Regions from separate parts of the Mus musculus genome. Here region 2 is linked to region 1. Evidence: chromatin contacts called from public HiChIP or PLAC-seq data. All regions are on one chromosome and are shown on one strand. The core of a region is the stretch at or near the end of the contact, and the rest is flanking DNA. Distances in the headings are between cores, read along the strand shown. Region 1 has its middle 8.2 kb from the start of Gm42379. Region 2 holds the start of Tshz3 (teashirt zinc finger family member 3).

Region 1 (4,450 bases), core at 1,301-3,800:
TCTCTCTCTCTCTCTCTCTCTCTCACACACACACACTCTCCCCATCTCTCTTTCCACTTAATTCTGTCTGTTGAGTGATCCTGTGCAGAGAACTAGATGCTGCCGAGTCCATGGGTGCAGTGCCAGGGCCTGTCCTGAAGATGGCATTGCCCAGCCCTCCTCCCCATCCTCCAGCCCTCACATCCCTCTGCCCCTCCTCCTATGATGCTCTTCAACCTGGGAGATAGGGGTTGGAAAGTCTGGAAAGAAGACTCCTCCCCCTCCCCCAACCCCCACAAGCCCCTGAGGTCCAGGAACACCACAGCCTCGGTACCATTGGGCCCAAAATGCTTCTCCATCACATCAGTCCTTGTCGCTGATCCTTAAATCAGCACATGCTGCGGTCACCCTGGCCAATACTGTGGTCCGTGGGTTGAAGATATCAAAGTCAGTAGTGTATAAAGCACACAGGAAGATGGAGAAAGGCCAGGCTTGGGAATTGTATCACTTCTTGTTGTTGTGATTGTTTGTGGGAAGCCACATGTGCCATCCCATGCATAACCAATCCGGGTGTGAGACACGCCTCTCCTAGGCCTATATAAGCAGCGCCAGTGCTGGGCTTGGGGTCTCTTCGCCTCTGCAATCAAGCTCTCCCAATAAATGTGTGTGGAAGTATCCTGTTGCAGCGGCGTTCTTGCTGGGCACGTGCAAGAATTGTTGGTTTTTGAGATAGAGGCTTAAGCTTGGGCTCCTCCTGTCCCAGCCTCTTTAACACAGGTGTTTAACAGGAATTCTGTGTGCATCACCAATGCCAACTCCATGCGTTCAAGTTTGCTGCCGAATGCCTCCATGTTTTACAAAAACAAGCGTGGTAGCATCCTGTGACAGCGATCCCACCGTTCATCCTGTCGTGGTTTTCTGTTGCTATTTCATATCCGCACAGTAAAACGGTTAGTCTGAACAGTAACTGCTAGGTTTTTACACAAGGTGCCCTGGGGGCTAGAGAGCTGGCTCAGTGGCTAGGAGCACCTCTTGCAGAGGACCTGGGTTCAGTTCCCAGGACCCACATGACAGTTTGTCACTCCAATCCAGGAGATCTGAGGCCTTTTTCTGGCCTTCAAGAGCACCAGGCACACACTTGATTCACGTAAATATATGGAGGCAAACACGCATGCATAGAAAACAAGAATTAAAGAGAAAGTAAGGCCTGGAGTGCACACTGCTCTTCCAGAGGACCTGAGTGTGGGTCCCAGCACCCACATCAGACAGCTCACAACAGCCTATAACTCCAGGTCCAGGAGATCTGACACCTGGCCTCTGAGGGCACCACGTGGCACTCATCTGCTTATACATCCACACAGAGACACATGCACACACATAAATAAAAACAAATCTTAAAAAAACAAAACAAAACATGTCACACCAGGCTGGAGATTTTTCTCTGTGGTTAACAACGCTGGATGCTCTTGCAGAGGACTTGGGTTCAATTCCCAGCACCCACATGATGGCTCACAACCCTCTGTGACCTCAGTTCCAGGGGATCTGATGTCCTTTTCTGAATCCACAGGCACCAGGCATGCACGGGGTGCACATACATACAGGCAGGCAGGCAAAACACTCATACATATAAATAATCAAATAAACTAATCTAAAAAAATTAAAACGTAGAATCATGTATCTTTGCGTGTTTGTGATGGAGTGTGTTTTGAAGTATTTTGACAGCTGGTCATTCTTCCCATGCAGTTCAGACTGGTGCCGCCTGTTGGCCCTTCATCCTGGGTTTTGATTGCCGGGCAAACTTGTTTTCCAGAGTCTCCCTGGGTCTCACACGCCCTCAGGTATGAAAGCGAGAGGTGATGTAATGGGATTGACGTCTAAGTCCAGGATCAGCTTGCCTGATGGGTTTTAATTGGAAAAGAGTATTCTACAGAACGGAACCGCCGCTCTCTGGTAAAGGCATTGGCTTTGAAAGAGTTACCATGACAACCTCTGTCTTTAGGGAAGCATTTGAGTTTTATGAAAACAAAGGACTTGGCTTTGTAAGTTGGTCACCATGGAAGTGGCACAGCAGGCGGACTTCTCCAGCCCCCTTTGCTCCCTCCCCGGGGTAGGGGGTGAAGGGTGGGGGGTAGAGAGGACTCTTGTTTTTCTTCTGAGATTTGGAGACTCCTTTCAATCGGATGGCCTTCCCCCACCTCCCTGTGGCATCTTGGACTCAGTCACATCCGTCCCTAAAGAAAGCAGGCTCTCTGTGGCTGGACTCAGCCTTTTAACATATACACAGTGCTTCTTAGATACAGGCTCCAAGTCGGGGAAGAAAAAGTTTGGGCATCCCAACACACTCTTGATCACATCTCTGCCCAGCATCCCTCTCTGCCCATAGCAAGTTGCTTGTTCCTTGACTGGTCCACCAACACTGCCAGAACAATGAGTTATTCTCTTAAGGGAGAAATGATATCTGCACTTGCAAGATTCTCACAAGATTATGTGTGGATTAAAAATCTGAAAGTGGCCTTGCTGGCCTGGCCCGCAGTGGTGCTGCGCATGAGAGGGCTGGCTCCGCCCATCACAGGCCCAAGCGAAGGCCAGTGCTGACCAACTCAGCTACCAGGCAGGCCCAGGCTTTGAGTTGGTCCACATCAATATGTTGAGCTGCTGGAGTTCAGAAGGGGCCAGTCCTGCCGATCAGAAAGTTGCAGGACCTCTACCACTCAAGGCAACGACAGGATTTGTGAGCCGTCTCAGTATTGACAGAGAGGGTTCAGCAGTGATGATGTAGCAGAAACCAGAGGCCTCGAACCAGACGAAAGACTCATTCCAATGAACATATGCATGCTCAGATATTTGGGTAAAAGGGTATATATACTCTGTGACACTCTGAAGCTTCCAAAGCCACTGAGTTACCAATACGTGACAGAGAGGCGGGAAACAGAGGAATGGAATGGAGTGTACCAGACGGAACTGAAGGAGACACAGGTGTGAGAGGAGCAGGTCCTTACCCAATAGGGTTGGCAGGATGGTGTGCCACAGCCTGAAGCTTCTGCGGACTCAGCCCCACCCCCACCCCCAACCCCACCCCCGCCCTGAAACAAGCTGCCCAGCCACATGGTCGCCCAGGTTCTGAATAGCAACAGGATGCTGGAGATGAGCAATGTCCATGTACTGGATTGGACTTCCTCAAAAGATCTCCACGGTCTGTTTTTCTCCCGGAGGCCATGCTGGTCTGTGGCTTGTATTTCAGTAGAGAGTCCTGTTGATGCCCACCAGAGTCCAAGCAGAGGTCCTGATGCTGGAGACCACGTGGATGTTCATGGTTCATGCTGTTGCCAGAAACCAGGTAGAAGCCCAGGATCCGTGCTCTCACTGACTGTAAAGGACAAGGAAGCTGTTTTGCAGATATCGATGCCTGCTGTAGCTCTCAACAGCTGATGGCTTCCAGGGCGGGGGATGCAGGTAGAGAACTCAGCTTTCCTTTGGAGCTGACCATTGGGAGTTTGACAGTGCTCCAGTGAGTATATGGACCACTGAAAATGGAGTTGTCTTTTTGTTTTGTCCCCCTCCCCCTTTCTTCTTTTCCTTTTGATGGTGGTCGAGGAGGTCAAAGGGGAGGAGAGAACATGGAAGGGACTGGAGAGTGAGCCTGATCGGGGTCCATGATGTGCGGCTCCCAAATAATCAATAAAAATATTATGTTGAAAAAAATTTGAAAAGTGACTCAGGTAGCAGAAGAAACTATTAGTGTGTCTCCGTGTGTGTGTGTGTGTGTGTGTGTATGTGTGTGTGTGCACACACACACATACACACACACACACACACACACACAGTACCCACAAAGACCAGAAGAGAGCATCCCATCCCCATTAGACCTACTGGGAACCAGGAACACTCAACTGCAGAGCCATCTCTTGTGCATTTTGTTTTGTTTTGTTTTTGAGACAAAGTTTCTCTGTATGGCCCTGGCTGTCCTAGAACTTGCTCTGTAGACCAGGCTGGCCTCAAACTCCCAGAGATCCACTTGCCTCTGCCTTCCAAGTGCTGGGACTGTAGGAGTGTGCCACCACTGTCCGGCTTTTTTTTTTTTTTTTCCGAGACAGGGTTTCTCTGTAGAGCACTGGCTGTCCTGGAACTCACTTTGTAGACCAGGCTGGCCTCGAACTCAGAAATCCACCTGCCTCTGCTTTATTTTTTTACTATTCTATTTTATGGGCTGGATATTCAACACCCTCTTCTGGCCTCTGTGAGTACTACACACTGCACACATACATACAGGCAAGCACTCCTATAAATAAATAAAAATATATAGCCCCCCCCCACACCCATAACATCTTAAAATCTACTCTGTTTTCTCTTCTTTAGTTTTGTCTCCATTCATTGCATTTATTTTTCATTTGGCTTTACTGTATGGGCTTTGTGACTTTTTGATGAATGAAAAAGTCACTTATTTTTCTTGCATGCCAATGAATGCGGCTCT
Region 2 (4,450 bases), core at 1,430-3,929, 1.0 Mb after region 1:
TGATGGATGCGCCAATGGTTGGACGGACAGATGTTAGGGCGGATCACACAGTGCGCGGCGCCTGAGCAGGGAGGGCTAGGCACTGGCAAGCAGGGGTGAGGACGGGCGACAGGGGAGCCGCTTGGGTCACGGCACGAGGGTATGAGGGGTGGGGGTGGGCAGCGAGAGAACGAAGGTTGAGAGAGCACCAAAAGAAAGCAAAGGGAGAGGGAAGCATCCTTTGGGCGAACTCCCGGTGCGTGGTACCCAGCGCTATGAACACGTCGCCGCCGCCGGCGTGCCTAGATGGGCTCTCCCCGCTTTGAATGTAAGCCAGACCTTCTGGGTCTGACCTCCAGGGACAACGACCCTCCTTCAGGTCAGAGGGGCGCCGCGGCCACCTGAACCGTAAGGCCAACGGCGGGGCCAGACGACTCACCGATCCCTCGCTCGCAAGAAGCTTTACGCGCCGAGGCCCGCGTCTCCACGGCCTGGAGGAGACGCTGCTTCGGCCTCTGAGGCCGCAGGCATCAGACACCCCAGGCGCACCCACCCACGGGTACGCGACACACACACAGGCAGCTCGGGAGCTCAGCCGCAGCCGGCTTCTGGCTCTCGACTCCGCCCGGGATCCACACCGGGTTAACTCAACTCTCGAGCGCCTAGGCGCTGGAGCCGGCTTTATAGCCCCGGAGGACAGCAGCCACACATCTGCATTCAGGGAGGCGTCTGGACCCAGCCCAAGCCGGCCGGCCGGGGGCGAGCGGAGACTTTTGATCTTACCGGTAGGGTGAGATCTTGGTCTCCTGGTCTATAAGAAAAAGAAAGCACGCTGTGAACTTTTAAAACAAACTTGAAAAACCAACCACAAAGAAAGCATGAAAAAGAGACAGGGCTGAATAAGAGGGAAGAGAAGAATAAGTTTAAAATAAGAGGAAGAAGAAGAAAAAAAGAAGCAAGAAAGGAAGGCCAGGGTTTGCAGCTCCCAGTGCGCTCAGGCAGCTAGTCCTGGGGCGCAGGGTGCCGGCCCTCGGGTAGACTGTGGGCCTCGGGGCTCACGTGGGTTTCAGGGTCCCAGCCGGAGCACCCAGATATAGTGCTGCTCCCGGGAGCTGGGGGCCCAGAGGCCACCCCAGCCACCGCCGCCCAGAGCCCGCTGCGCCGCGGCCGCCCCATTCCCGGCCTAAGAGCTGGCCCAGGGAGACGCAATCGAGCCCGCAGCGCATCGATGCGCCGCCGCCCGCGCCTCTCAAGCTCTGGCTGGCGCTCAGCCGCCACCGCTCGAGGGTCGCCCGCGTGAATTCCAGCCCACCCGCGCCCTCACCACCAGAGTAAGTGAGCCCACGTCGCCCTGTCGCCACCGCAGCCTTCCAGCCGCCTCCTTCCCGGGGCACATCGGCCGAGTCTGCCCGGAGCCTCTGCGACCCCAATCACTCAATCAATAATCAATCCCCTTCGTCCAGAACTGCCCCTAAGCTGGGAGCGGCTGGGGCAGTACCCTGTCCAGGGCGCACCCCGGCGGGGGATGGGCAGGGGAACCCGAGTTTCTTCTCCCTCCCCCGTTCCCGCCTTGGCAACCTCCGACGCAGTGGGTGGGGGGCGCGGCCAGTAGCCCAAGGGGGCGAGACGCGGGGTGCTGAGACGGTGATCGTCCCAAAGTCAGTAAAGGAAACTTGGAGGTGCCCCCTCCCATGCTTACCCCCGAAACAAGCCTGGGAAAGTTTGTGGCGGGGGTGGGGTGGGGGAACGGAAGGAGGTAGCCACTGTAGGTCCCAGGAGGGAAGACCCAGAGCCCACACCCATGTCAGCCCGCACATCTTCTCTCCAGGGCACCCCCGGGGCCCTGGCATCTTTGATAGGGGTACCATCCCAACTAGGGGAGCGCTCTGGGGCTGCACGCGGCGGGTGGAGAGGAGTGTGGGCCGGGAGGGGCAGCCGGGAGCAGCCCGGGGTTGAGACCGGGTGGGGAAGAGGGATGGGCGGGGGCTGTGGGCGCCCCGGGACGCGCTCCGCAGGGCGGACCCCGCGCCTTTGCGAGAGCGCTCGGGGCGGAGACGGAGGGCCAGCTCCGGGTGTCTGGACTTGGGCGGGGGGCCCTGGGCAGGCGTCCGGGCCAGGACCCAGGCTGGGGGCGCCTCCGCGGGCAGGCGAGTGACACGATCATCTCCTTTTCCTTTAAGCTTGCCTGTTGCCGACGCCGCCGCTCCAGCCGCGCCGTGGGCAGAAGACTGGACCGCTGAGCCCCGGGCCGCGGCGGCGGCGGCTGCGCCCCCCCTCCACCCCCCCCCCCCCCATGCCTTGACCTCCCTGCCTGGGGGCGGGAAGCGGGGCAGGACCGACCGGGGTCGCTCCTGGGCTCCTCCTCTCATCTCTCTGCCCGCCTTCTCCTCCTTCACTCCCCGCCCCCCAGCCCCGAACCCCGCGCACCTCGTCTGGGGACGGGGCGGGGGGGGGGCAGGGCGACCGCTCCTCCCCGCCCCCTCCTCCTCGGGCCTCTGGAGCGATTTGTCAAACTTCCCATTCCGCCGGCAGCGCGGTCCTCCTCCTCCTCCTCCTCCTCCTCTGCCTCCTCCTCCCCCTCGCGCTCCTCCTTCCCCGCGCCTCCCTTGCCCGCCCTCCTTCCCTCCGCACGTTCGGGGATCGCGGCGGAGCGCAGCGAGGGGGGGACGCGGAGAGCCGGGGCGCAGCAGCATCCTGCGGGCGGCCGCTCTCCGGGGGGGAGGCTGCGAGCAGGCCCGCCTCGCCCCCCCCCCGCCGCCCCTCCCTCCCTCGGCTCAGCCCGGCAGCGGCGGCGGCGGCGGCGGCGGCGGTGGCAGTCGCGGGAGAAGCATCATGCCGAGGAGGAAGCAGCAGGCGCCCCGGCGCGCAGCAGGTACGAGCGGCTTCCCCTTCCTCCTCCGGTCCTCCTCCTCTTCCTCTGCTCGCGCCGCGCCTCTGGGCCGCCGGCCCCCGCGTTGCTCGCCGCACTCCTCGCCTCTCTCTCATTTTCTGTCTGTCTCTGCGGGCGCTGAGTAACTCCGGGAGCCCGGCTGGCTCGGGGCTCTCCTGCCCGGGTGCGCGCGCCCCCCAGTTGCCCCGCTATGTTCTTCGCTCGACCGGCTCGCACACCCTCCTGGGGACCACCGAGCCGGCTTAGGTCCCCGCCTCTGCCGATCCGGCTGCAGCGGGGAAGGCGCTCTCCAACCCGTGCCTTTTGGTGGGGGGCGGGCGGGGTCACCTGAGTTCTCTGGGACATCTTCCGCGTTGTCCCGGGCAGTACCCGGTGACTACCGGGACCAGAGCGAGCAAGAGTGAGCTAGCGGATCCCTCTGGCCACCTTACTGCTAATTCGATTGATTCTTCATTTATTGGGCCCAAACCCGGTACAGCGGTGGAAACCAGAGCGCACTGGGTCTGGGTATTGTCAGATGACTGTCAGGTCAGTGTTGGATGCTGACATTTCCTCCATTCCTGAATGTCTTCTTACCCCCTCCCTCTCTTTCCGCTGCTGCTCCCTACCCTTTTCTAGCACTTAGTTCTGGGACATATCTGAGTACTCCCCCCTCCCTCTCTTTTTCTGCCAGGAACGTCAACTCCTGTTAGGACTGAGCTGATTTTTTTTTTTTTTTCCTTCTGGAAAAGAGATTCATTGAAAACAAAACAAAACCCACACACATAACATTATTTTGCAATAATGTCGGTTGGGGGCACGTTGGCTGGAAGAAGGGTTTCTGGCCGGTTGCCACCCTTGATTTGATGACTGATTGATCGCCCGTCATGCCTGTGCCTTTGATCTATTCATTCCCAATAAACATCAATAAATCACTTGCAATAGTGAGGCCAAGCTCCGTGACGTCAGGAGGGCCCTGTCAGTGCAACTTCAGGGATTTGGGGCGGCTTGCCGAGAGAGGACCACATATGGACGTGATGTATTTTGATATGAATAACACTCAGACGTGCAGAGGCTCAGACGCTGCCTGAAGGGGAAGGTTGCTTAGGAGTCCTTTTCTTTAATCTTCTTTCTTCTCACTTCTCTTTTGATAAAAGAGGGGAGGGCTGAGCGAAGAAGGGTCACCGAGGTAATGTTCCACGTGCTGGTGGGATACAGGCTAGTGATGGTGCTATGCAGGCTGCTGCTGCTGGTGATTGCCATCAGACCAGCGGGGCTCCCACCTCAGCTGCACTCTGGCCTTCAGTCTCTTTACCAGGGTCACAGGGAAGCAACCATAAGGTACTTCTCCCAGAAGTGTATTGGTCTGACAGTGTTGTGAAGAAACCTTAGGGGGGAGGGGGATTCAACTTGGTTTGGTGCATAGAATGAAGGCATGTTTTCCCTCTGTACTCTCAGTGTTACCCAAATTTAGAAAGTTTGAAGATCCCAACAGAGAGCTCACCTCCTCACTGATGCTGCCTGCTCATCCCACCTCCTCCTTTAAATTCCAAGCTTTTTAGCAGTGAGCTTATCTACCCAAAATAAACTCTAAAACTTTGG

The links. HiChIP or PLAC-seq counts read pairs in DNA pulled down with a chosen protein or histone mark.
Region 2: an H3K4me3 HiChIP or PLAC-seq map of forebrain shows a contact between it and region 1, with 5 times the contacts expected there. The contact joins the promoter of Tshz3 here to the enhancer-like site in region 1. A contact is called at or near these places in 3 of 39 promoter capture datasets (the 3T3-L1 cell line, hippocampal neurons and liver), 3 of 484 Hi-C or Micro-C datasets (cortical neurons, embryonic stem cells and stem cell-derived motor neurons) and 3 of 115 datasets of contacts at active chromatin or transcription factors (SST interneurons, embryonic hindbrain and forebrain).

Annotation. Positions count from the first base shown.
Region 1 is chr7:35,666,276-35,670,725 of GRCm38.p6, forward strand. No RefSeq gene overlaps it. Among named protein-coding and RNA genes, the nearest start is that of Gm42379, 8.2 kb to the left of the region's middle. Within about 2 kb of position 2,551, at least 45 of the 459 cell types and tissues checked have an H3K27ac peak or open chromatin away from gene starts, as enhancers often do. A contact at or near this core is called in cortical neurons, forebrain and stem cell-derived motor neurons, where this site is marked.
Region 2 is chr7:36,695,439-36,699,888 of GRCm38.p6, forward strand. Tshz3 (teashirt zinc finger family member 3) reads left to right here and starts at 2,680. Exons shown (of 2, transcript NM_172298.3): 1 at 2,680-2,851. The coding sequence starts at 2,812. It overlaps Gm36722 (zinc finger X-linked protein ZXDB-like), which reads right to left and starts at 2,784. Exons shown (of 3, transcript XM_030243157.1): 1 at 419-2,784. The coding sequence starts at 2,672. The coding sequence ends at 1,425.